Regions from separate parts of the Mus musculus genome. Here region 2 is linked to region 1. Evidence: chromatin contacts called from public Hi-C data. All regions are on one chromosome and are shown on one strand. The core of a region is the stretch at or near the end of the contact, and the rest is flanking DNA. Distances in the headings are between cores, read along the strand shown.

Evidence for each region. A called contact is a pair of places that touch in the nucleus more often than the background predicts.
Region 2: a contact with region 1 is called in a Hi-C map of cerebral cortex, with 4 times the contacts expected there. The contact joins two enhancer-like sites. A contact is called at or near these places in 1 of 15 datasets of contacts at CTCF or cohesin (pro-B cells), 48 of 484 Hi-C or Micro-C datasets (the AML12 cell line, B cells, the BV-2 cell line and 30 more), 2 of 115 datasets of contacts at active chromatin or transcription factors (both in embryonic stem cells) and 4 of 9 other capture datasets (adipose tissue, embryonic stem cells, liver and 1 more).

The regions. Positions count from the first base shown.
Region 1 is chr17:46,523,523-46,527,858 of GRCm38.p6, forward strand. It overlaps Cul9 (cullin 9), which reads right to left. Exons shown (of 41, transcript NM_001081335.2): 12 at 3,040-3,286; 13 at 2,857-2,962; 14 at 2,186-2,413; 15 at 1,834-1,924; 16 at 1,544-1,715. Among named protein-coding and RNA genes, the nearest start is that of Cul9, 21 kb to the right of the region's middle. Within about 2 kb of position 2,244, at least 27 of the 459 cell types and tissues checked have an H3K27ac peak or open chromatin away from gene starts, as enhancers often do. A contact at or near this core is called in cerebral cortex, where this site is marked.
Region 2 is chr17:46,589,257-46,593,592 of GRCm38.p6, forward strand. It overlaps Ptk7 (PTK7 protein tyrosine kinase 7), which reads right to left. Exons shown (of 20, transcript NM_175168.4): 2 at 2,259-2,546; 3 at 1,503-1,605; 4 at 1,005-1,195; 5 at 756-906. Among named protein-coding and RNA genes, the nearest start is that of Srf, 35 kb to the left of the region's middle. Within about 2 kb of position 2,350, at least 27 of the 459 cell types and tissues checked have an H3K27ac peak or open chromatin away from gene starts, as enhancers often do. A contact at or near this core is called in cerebral cortex, where this site is marked.

The DNA of each region.
Region 1 (4,336 bases), core at 994-3,493:
GCTTTCCCTTTACATTTTTAAGTGGTTTTACTTAAACCCCTAGATTCAATAACAAATTGATGCTATCCTGTACATGTAATAGACATTCCCATGTCATGACCAGGAGGTTCCTCAAGGCCAGCGTGACAACAGGGGACAATCATCTGTCCACAGGACCTCACCCCCTTTCTATTTCTGTCCCCCATGGAAGAAATAGGCCACTTACCTGGTCACAGCTTCCCTCACCAACCAATGTCAAGTCTTGTAGGCTCTACACCTCAGCCTCTCACAGTCGGCTCTGCTCCCTCAGCCCCTCTTTTGTTATTTTTTTATGTTTTTACTTTTTGAGACAGGGTTTCTGTGTGTAGCCCTGGCTGTCCTGGAACTCACTTTGTAGACCAGGCTGGCCTTGAACTCAGAAATCCGCCTGCCTCTGCCTCCCAAGTGCTGGGATCAAAGGCGTGTGCCACCACACCAGGCACCCTCAGCTTCCAGACTAGACCGCACACACCTCCCAACACCCTTTATTCTGGCCTCCAGCCCTAATCTTCAGGGTTACCTGAGTAACAACTAAAAAGAAACTAGTTTCTTAAAGTCCCTGGACGAATCCCCAAGTTTCAGAACAAGGTTTGAAGTTCCTCACAGAGCTACAGTCTGAATGTGCCTGCTCTCCTGGCTGCTCCCCTGCTGCCATGACGCCCCTTCATTCCGCCTGAGCAGCATTTTAAAACGCCCATTGCAGCATCCCGTTTCTCCTTTCTGCACGCTGCCTCTGCCTGGGGTGCCACTGAGTTCTCTTTACTGAGCTAAGTTCAGCTTCAGGCTTCAGCTCAGCCAACAGCTCCTGAAAGGAAGCCTTCTCTGACCCTCGTTGGCCCCGGAACCCTCTCTCCTGGCCCTCTATCTCCCAGGAGGCTCTTCTCTTCACATTGACCTGAATGCCTTTGGCTGGGTTCAAGACAGCCTCCTGCCTCAGCTTTCCAGGGAGAGGGGCAACAGCCACGTCACTGTGCCTGCACCATGATGCTTTCGCTTCAAGCTGTTTTATTTCTGTTTCCTCTTTTATTCCCCACTTTGAGACAGGATATCAATATGGAGCCCGGGCTTGAATTCTTGATCCCCCTGCCTCAACTCCCTGAGTGATGAGATTATATACATGCACTATCAAGCCTGATTCTCTTGACTGACTCGCTAGCCTGGCTCCCCAACTACAAATTCCTCATCTCTGACTGTCCCTGTTCCCTCAGAGCCTAGTGCAGTGTGTGGCATTCTTGGCACTGAACAAACACCCACGGCACGAGCAGGTAAGCAGACTGTTGCTCTCTAAGCACAAGATGGTGGTATGTGGATCTGTTAGGAGCCAGTGACTGGGTTCAGACAGTGGGATGTCCACACAGCCGAGCACAGACAGGCCAATGTGCCAGTCATGCACCAAATGAGTTTGAAATGTCCTACAAGGACAGAGTTTACAAAGAGCATTGTGGGACGGTGCTTTGCGGGAGATAACATTGGTGCACAGTAGGATAGTTTGTATGAGCACATGTGCAAACAAATGGGTTCGCACCTAATAAGAACACCACGGTGCATGTGTAAGGTGATGGAGTGGGAGCCAGTGCTGCCGTTGGACTCCCAGTAGGTCTTGGGGTTGCGGTCCGTCAGCTTGCTGGCCCGGTGTGGGTTCGAGGACACCTCCACTTTCTCCCAGCACCTGTCCTCCTTCACCTCCACACTGGAGCCTGGGGGAGAGGAGGAGGGGCCGGGGGTCACAGCAAGGTCAGAGATAAGGAAAGGTCAGAGAGTGGGAAGGAAAGTGCCGAGCGGGTGGGAGCCAGGGACATGGCTGAGGGTACTAACCCTGGCAGAGATGCCTGAGGAACACATCAAAGAAGGGGATAGTGATGGGCTTGTAGGTTCGCCTGTGGTCTTCAATCTGGCCCAGCACCATCTGCAGCCAGAACACAGGGCAGGGAAGGGATGCGGACAAGGTCAGAAGCATGCACAGAGGGAAGAAGGCCAAGAGGGACCAGAACGCTCAACCCTTCTCACCAAGTCCTGATGGGACCGTGGAGGGCAGGGGGAAGCTTAGGGACAGGAGCCCAGATTTGCTGCCACTGCTGCCACATGGGATCCCAGAGACAGATACAAGGAGAGCCCACCCCTTGTTTCTGGTCTTCTCTCAGCTCCACACCTACAAGCCCCTCCTCACCTGGATGCAGCCTGCCAGGATGCTCGAGGTGAGGTTGCTGCAGAGCTGCGAGTACTTCTCACACTCGGCCACCAGGTGGCGCAGCTCAGAGGCCAGCAGGAGCTGAGTGGAGTGCTTGTCCAGGACTTTGGAGAGGGCTTCCTTACCTCCCAGGCAGCAAAGCACCACTGCGTAGTCTTTCTGCATCAGAGCCAGGCGGTGCAGGAAGCAGGTCACCTCCTGGACAACCTGAGCCCAGAGCCACACGGGTGAGTTTCCAGGAAAGAGAGGACAGAGAGGGTAAGGGCGAGGGCTGGGTCCACTGAAGGAAGAAGAATGGCAGGGACTGAGGAGGTCTGCAGGGCCAGGAGAGGAACAAGGAGACTGGAACAGTATAATGGAAGCGCTGGGACTCAGAGTCAGCTGGCGGTGCAGCTGGTGTAGTGTCACAGGCTTCTTCCTGCCAAGATCAAACTACCCCAAGGGCTAGCCTTTGTCTGACATCACTCCATGATGTACAAACCCTGGCTCGGAGACAGCAAGGCCCGTCTGGATTGCTGAGTGACACCAGCCTTCCTCTCCTTCCTCCAGAGACCACAGTGCCCTGAGACCCTCAGACCTACACAGATCCACTGAGCCTCTAGAGCCTCCCTAGGCAGGTGGTGCCCCAACTTCTGCTAGGAATCTGGTACCTCAGAGTCACTGCTTGGCCCATTCAGGCAGTTGAGGCAGGGCTCCAAGACCTCGTGCCAGGGGAGGACCATTGTCTCAGGATGATCCAGCAGTCGGGTCATGACCCTGGGGAAGGGAAGGAAACATGTAAAGCGCTAGCAGTCGCTCAGTCCCTGTGCACGGAGCCTGGACAGACTCTTTACCTGAGTATCGTGAGCAGCAGAGTTCTGTTGGGCCCGGGGGCATCTAGAGTCCGCAGCAACAGGAGGAATGGCTGCGTTTCCTGCTGGAGGCGCCTGAGGAGGGGCCTCACGGCAGCTGGAGGGCTGCCTTCATGGCACAGCACGCGTTCCAAGTCAAGGAAGAGTTCTGCTGACAGGTCACCCACCAGGGACCGGATGAGCGACTCGGGGGACCCATCCTGACCCTGGGTGCTTGGTGTCTCCAGTACTGCCGGGCAGACACACCAGAGGGAAAACGAGAGGCATTTTGTAGATCAGTCAAACCCACAAACAGTGCCATCCAGAAAGAAGCTGCCCCCTGCCCTCCCCCCCCCCCCCCCCCGCAAACCTCCTTTCCACATTGAGGATGTCTGTATCATAGCTTATCAGAGTATATGAAATTTTCTTTTCTGGTCCCCAATGTAGACCTAACTTTACTTGGAAAGCAATTACAGTGTAAGCTGCATTAACGGCATCCCAGTCACCGCCCACTATTAAACGCTAGCTATGTACACAGTACTGTGGTGATGGGAACATCCCCAAACTGCTGAGTGAGGCTTCAGACACACAGACTCAAGGATGCATACCGCTTATTGTGGTCCGCGTCCATATGCCTGCATTTTTACCCTATTTTTTTAAAACATAAAAATATCTTATAACATTGATGATAGTCCTCCTTTTGGTCAACAAGTTCTGCTTAAGATCAGGCATGCCAGGGGCTGGAGAGATGGCTCAGTGGTTAAGAGCACTGACTGCTCTTCCAGAAGTCCTGAGTTCAATTCCCAGCAAACACATGGTAGCTCACAACCATCTGTAATGAGATCTGATGCCCTCTTCTGGTGTGTCTGACAGCTACAGTGTATTCATATAAATAAAATAAATGAATCTTAAAAAAAAAAAAACAAAAAACCAGCACTCGGGAGGCAGAGGCAGGTAGATTTCTGAGTTCAAGGCCAGCCTGGTCTACAGAGTAAGTTCCAGGACAGCCAGGGCTATACAGAGAAACCCTGTCTCGAAAAACCAAAAAGAAAAAAAAAAAAAAGATCAGGCATGCCATGAAGATGCACACAGGTACTGTGAACACCTGGGAGACTGAGGCAAGAACATCCCAAGTTCGAGACTAGCCTGGGCTCCATAACATTACATATTACATTTCCTACCCTCCTCTCAAAAACACCTCTAGCTTGAGCACTAAAGCTTTCAGTCATTTCCTGAAGACTCTTGTATCCTTCATTAAGTGACTAGAACGTAAGCTTAGATTCCTGGTCACAGTGTGGCA
Region 2 (4,336 bases), core at 1,100-3,599, 66 kb after region 1:
TTTATGCAGCAGTCAGTCTCAGAGGCTGAAAACATCCTAGGCCTAGATTCGATTGTACAGAGGCCAGAAGCTCCCAAGACTAGGCCTAGGTTTGTGGACTAAGGCAAGGCGCCTCGGACAATTACATCAGGCGGCTAAAAGAAGCGTTACGGGCGTTCTGAGTTCAGTGCTGTCTTGTATCTTTCAATGCAGACCGTGACCACACAGCCCCTAGTCCCCAGCCCCCGCCTTCTCTCTGGTGTTCTGAGCTTCTTTAGCTATTCATACAACTCCGTTCCTAACTTTATTTCCAATTTCCTCTAAAACATCCTGCTGGATGATCACATGGCTTTTAACCTGTCAATATTCTTCAGCACATCACTGAACACCACGGGGTGTCGAGCGGGGCTGCTGTGAGAAGTGGGGAGGCTGAAGTTCTTGGCTGTTCAGGAGGCTGCAGATGGAGCACAGGCTCGTGTCTACAGCAGGCTGTGCTGGCTCTGCCTCTTTGGCAACCCTTGGGTACCAAAGGACTCTGCTCTCTCCCAGCCCAGATGACCCATGCGGACAACAAGAGAAGGGAATCCAGGTCCAACCATGGAGCGTCCGTGTGGGAATGACAGAAGGCATTTTCCCAGAGCCTTCCCTTGGGAAGGCCTTTTCAGTGATATTAGGACATCTTGCTGCCATCTGCTGAGAACTTGAAGAAACACAAGTTCATGAAGGACAAAGTTCTAGTGTCTGGACATGGACCGAATCACACCCAGACGTCTTACCGGCTTCGGTTAGTGATGGGAGTCTCGTCCTCAAAGACCCACTGCAGGCTCGGGGGTGGCTGGGCTGAAAACTGGCAATGGAACATGGCCTCCTCGTTCCTTGCTACAACAACATCCTGAGGTGCCAGCACCACCCTGGCAAAGCTTTCATCTGTGGCAAGGGGAGGCGGGCGCGGAGGAGGTGAGCAGGCATGGCAGTGAGCCCCTCCTAGCCCTGCCTCCCCTCTTCCATCCCCACCACAGGCTCACCTGCAACACTCAAGGTGAAGTTCTGGCTGCTGCAGGCCTGGCCAAAGGCATTGTGGGCACAGCAGGAGTAGAGGCCACTATGTTCGGGACTGGCTGGCCGTAGGGTCAGGTTCCTCTCCCTGCTGCTGACGGTGTGGGTGCTCTGATCATCAGAGAGGGGGGTCCCATCTCGGAACCACTGGTAGGTAGGCCTGTAGGACATGGGCATTCATAAGCTTGGAAAGGGGGTACAGGATAAGACATCTAACTGGGTACTCCCGTTTACAAGTGGAGGAGGGGCCTGGGAAGGGAAAACAGTCTGTGTAAGGGCAAACATTAGTTCAGGGGTGAAAGCAAACAAATCCAGATTGCTCAGTTCCCAGAGTCTAGAGCCATTCATGCAGTACTCCCCCTTCTCCAGCTACTACAGGCCGGTGGGAGTGGTGCCAGCATGAAGCAAAGTCCATCTGCACGGATTCTAGGACTTGGGGTGACATCCCGTCCTCCATGGCTCCTTACCGAGGGTGCCCGTCAATGTGACATCGCAGTGTGACCTGGGTCTGGGGCTGGATCTCAGCTTCTGAGGCTGGGTGCTTCAGGACCACAGGACCTGCTTCGATCCCTAGAGCAGAGGCCACAGTTGCAGAGCATAGGTGGGAAGATGGAGGGGAAGGAGGGCACCACGTAGCCCTTAGGCATGTACCCGTCTTACACACACACACACACACACACACACACACACACGAGTACCGTGAAGCCACAGCCAAGACTGTGGGTCCAGACACAGAGCACACGCCTTGTCCCTGATGGGTCAAATTTAATACACGCCAAGGACTTCAATGAAAGCCTCCAGTAGATAAAAGGGACAGAGACTGGAAGCAGTGGGGGAGGGCGGGAAAGATGGACGGTACTCTGTCTGTGGTACTAGTATGTGCTCAGTGTGTATGGGACCCTAGGTCCAATCTATAGCAAAGAAAAGGGAAGGGAGGGTTTGGAAAGATGGATGAGAGGGAAGAGGAGAGGACAGGGTGAGGGAGAAGATGCAAAGATGGTAGAAAAGTAAGGAGGGAGAGAAGGAAGCAGTAGGAGCCTACTAACTCCCTCTCATCCACACAAGCAGTATCACAAATGAACTCTCTCTGCCCCATTCAACTGGCAGCAGGAGAAACCGAGGAAGAGGCTCCCAGGCCTCAGCTGCTGAGGCTGAAGGCTGCACACCAGGCACAGCACCCTCCCTCCCTCCCTCCCTCCCTCCCTCCAAAGGCTCTCACTCACATTTGATGTTGAAGGAGGCATTAGTACTGCGGACTTCCTCTCCAGTGACGTTATCCCGAGCCACACACTGGAAAGCACCAGAATCCTGGAGCCGGTCCACAGCTGCGAAACTCAGGCTGCTGCCCTGGGCAAACCGTCGCTCCGTGTCCTGGACAGGCACCCCATTGAGCAGCCAGTACACGTGCACCGGGTCCGGAGCCTCCACTTCACAACGGAGCAGCGCCCGGCGCCCTTGAAGTGCATCCTGGGAGGACGGCTCCTTGATAAAGACGATAGCGGCTTGGGCACCTGCGGACGCAGACGTGGGAGAAGCAGGGTCAGGAGGAGCTGATGCCTCCATCCTAACACGGGGGGGGGGGGGGGAGCGGGGCGAGACCACGGACGGCTGGTCAATAAACAGGCACAAATAACAATGCTATAATGCTATAGTTGCAGAGGTCCTCGGAGGAGTTCCAACTGTGTTGGAATCCAGACAAAAATGTCCCCGGTCAGGCTGGTGAGATGGCTCAGTGGTTAAGAGCACCGACTGCTCTTCCGAAGGTCCTGAGTTCAAATCCCAGCAATCACATGGTGCCTCACAACCATCCGTAATGAGATCTGACGCCCTCTTCTGGTGCGTCTGAAGACAGCTACAGTGTACTTATAGGATGGACAAATATACAAGATATGTCTGTGTAAATGCCAAGTGGATGATGTGGAAAGCTGGCTCCCGTAAGTAAGGGAGCCCTGAGGCCTGGGTGGGGCTGATCACACCCGGCTTCCCAAAGACAAGAGCCCCAGACCTACAAGACCAGATCCTAGGTTCTGATGCTAAGGCTAGGGACCAGGGGATTGGAAAAGTAACCCAACCCTCCCTTGCCTACCCCAGAGGGAAGGCACAGAATAAAGTTTGATCTTGACTTAGCCAGAGAACCCTAGGGTACCAGCCACTAAGGCAGTTGTGGCTCTGAAGCCCATCCACGGTGCTCTGCAGTCCCCGAGACGTCATCCTCTCACTGGAGAAGCGGAAGTTCTCAAGACACAAAGGCCAAGATGTACTGAGGTCAGCCTGATATCCGGTCTGTCAGGCCACAGATCTGTATGTAAAGCCTCCTGCGCACGGTCACTCAGCTTTAGTCCCAACTCGGGGGACAACTATGAACAGGAGCCTCCACCCCCGCAACCAGAGGCAGAACCAGAGTCAGGGGCAAAGCAAGCACCTGTGCTGTGCAGATGGGCTAGGCGGGGCAGGGCAGGGCTGGGCATTCTGGGGGGGGGGGGGGGGGGAGCATAGTTACAGCAGTGTCACAGGTAACATGGTAGGCTTTGTTTATGCCATGTGGGTGCCTGGCAGAGTCACGGAACCACCGGGCGGGCAGGCGGGCTTAAATGTGGAAGAGATGTTCCCAGCCACCAGGAAGAAGCAGGCTCAGGGCCAAGTCACTGGGGAGCAGTCACAGCCCAGCCAACACTCCCTAAAGACCCTAGAGATGAGGTTTGGTTCCTCAGCCCGAGATTCTGCCTTCTCAGAGTTGTATGTCAATACAAGTCCTAGGATCTAACAGGACTAACAGCCCAGATAAGAGGCTACTCTGAAACCAGTCTATCTTCCAACCTTCCCAAAGGCCCACCACCCCTAACACAAAACATTCAGGGAGCTGGAAATGTCCCCAAAGCACCCTTCTTCCTTCTCAATGGGGTCCTGTTGGTTCTCTGCGCAAGCCAATTCTCTACCAAGCAGGGTGATCCCACCCACTGTGCCAGTTAACAAACATGCCTTTAGGCACCTTGGTTACTGTGCCAACGCAGACACTCCCCATCCATTTCTAAATACTCCACAGGGGTGTGGCCCTGTCCCCACTAGACATCATGGTACAAAACCTTTGCGGTATGGAACTGTGTGCAAACTCAGGCCCAGAAATGTGAAGGACTAACTAAAGGTCAGACAACTTACATGTTACAACTCCATGCCCAAAACCTAAAGAAGCCAGCCCCTCATCTCACGCTCTTCCTGGAAACATCTGAGCCTACCAGGGTGAGTCGGTTTCCTCACAGTCAGGCAGTGTGGCAGACCTGCCTCCCACAGACAATACCAGGCT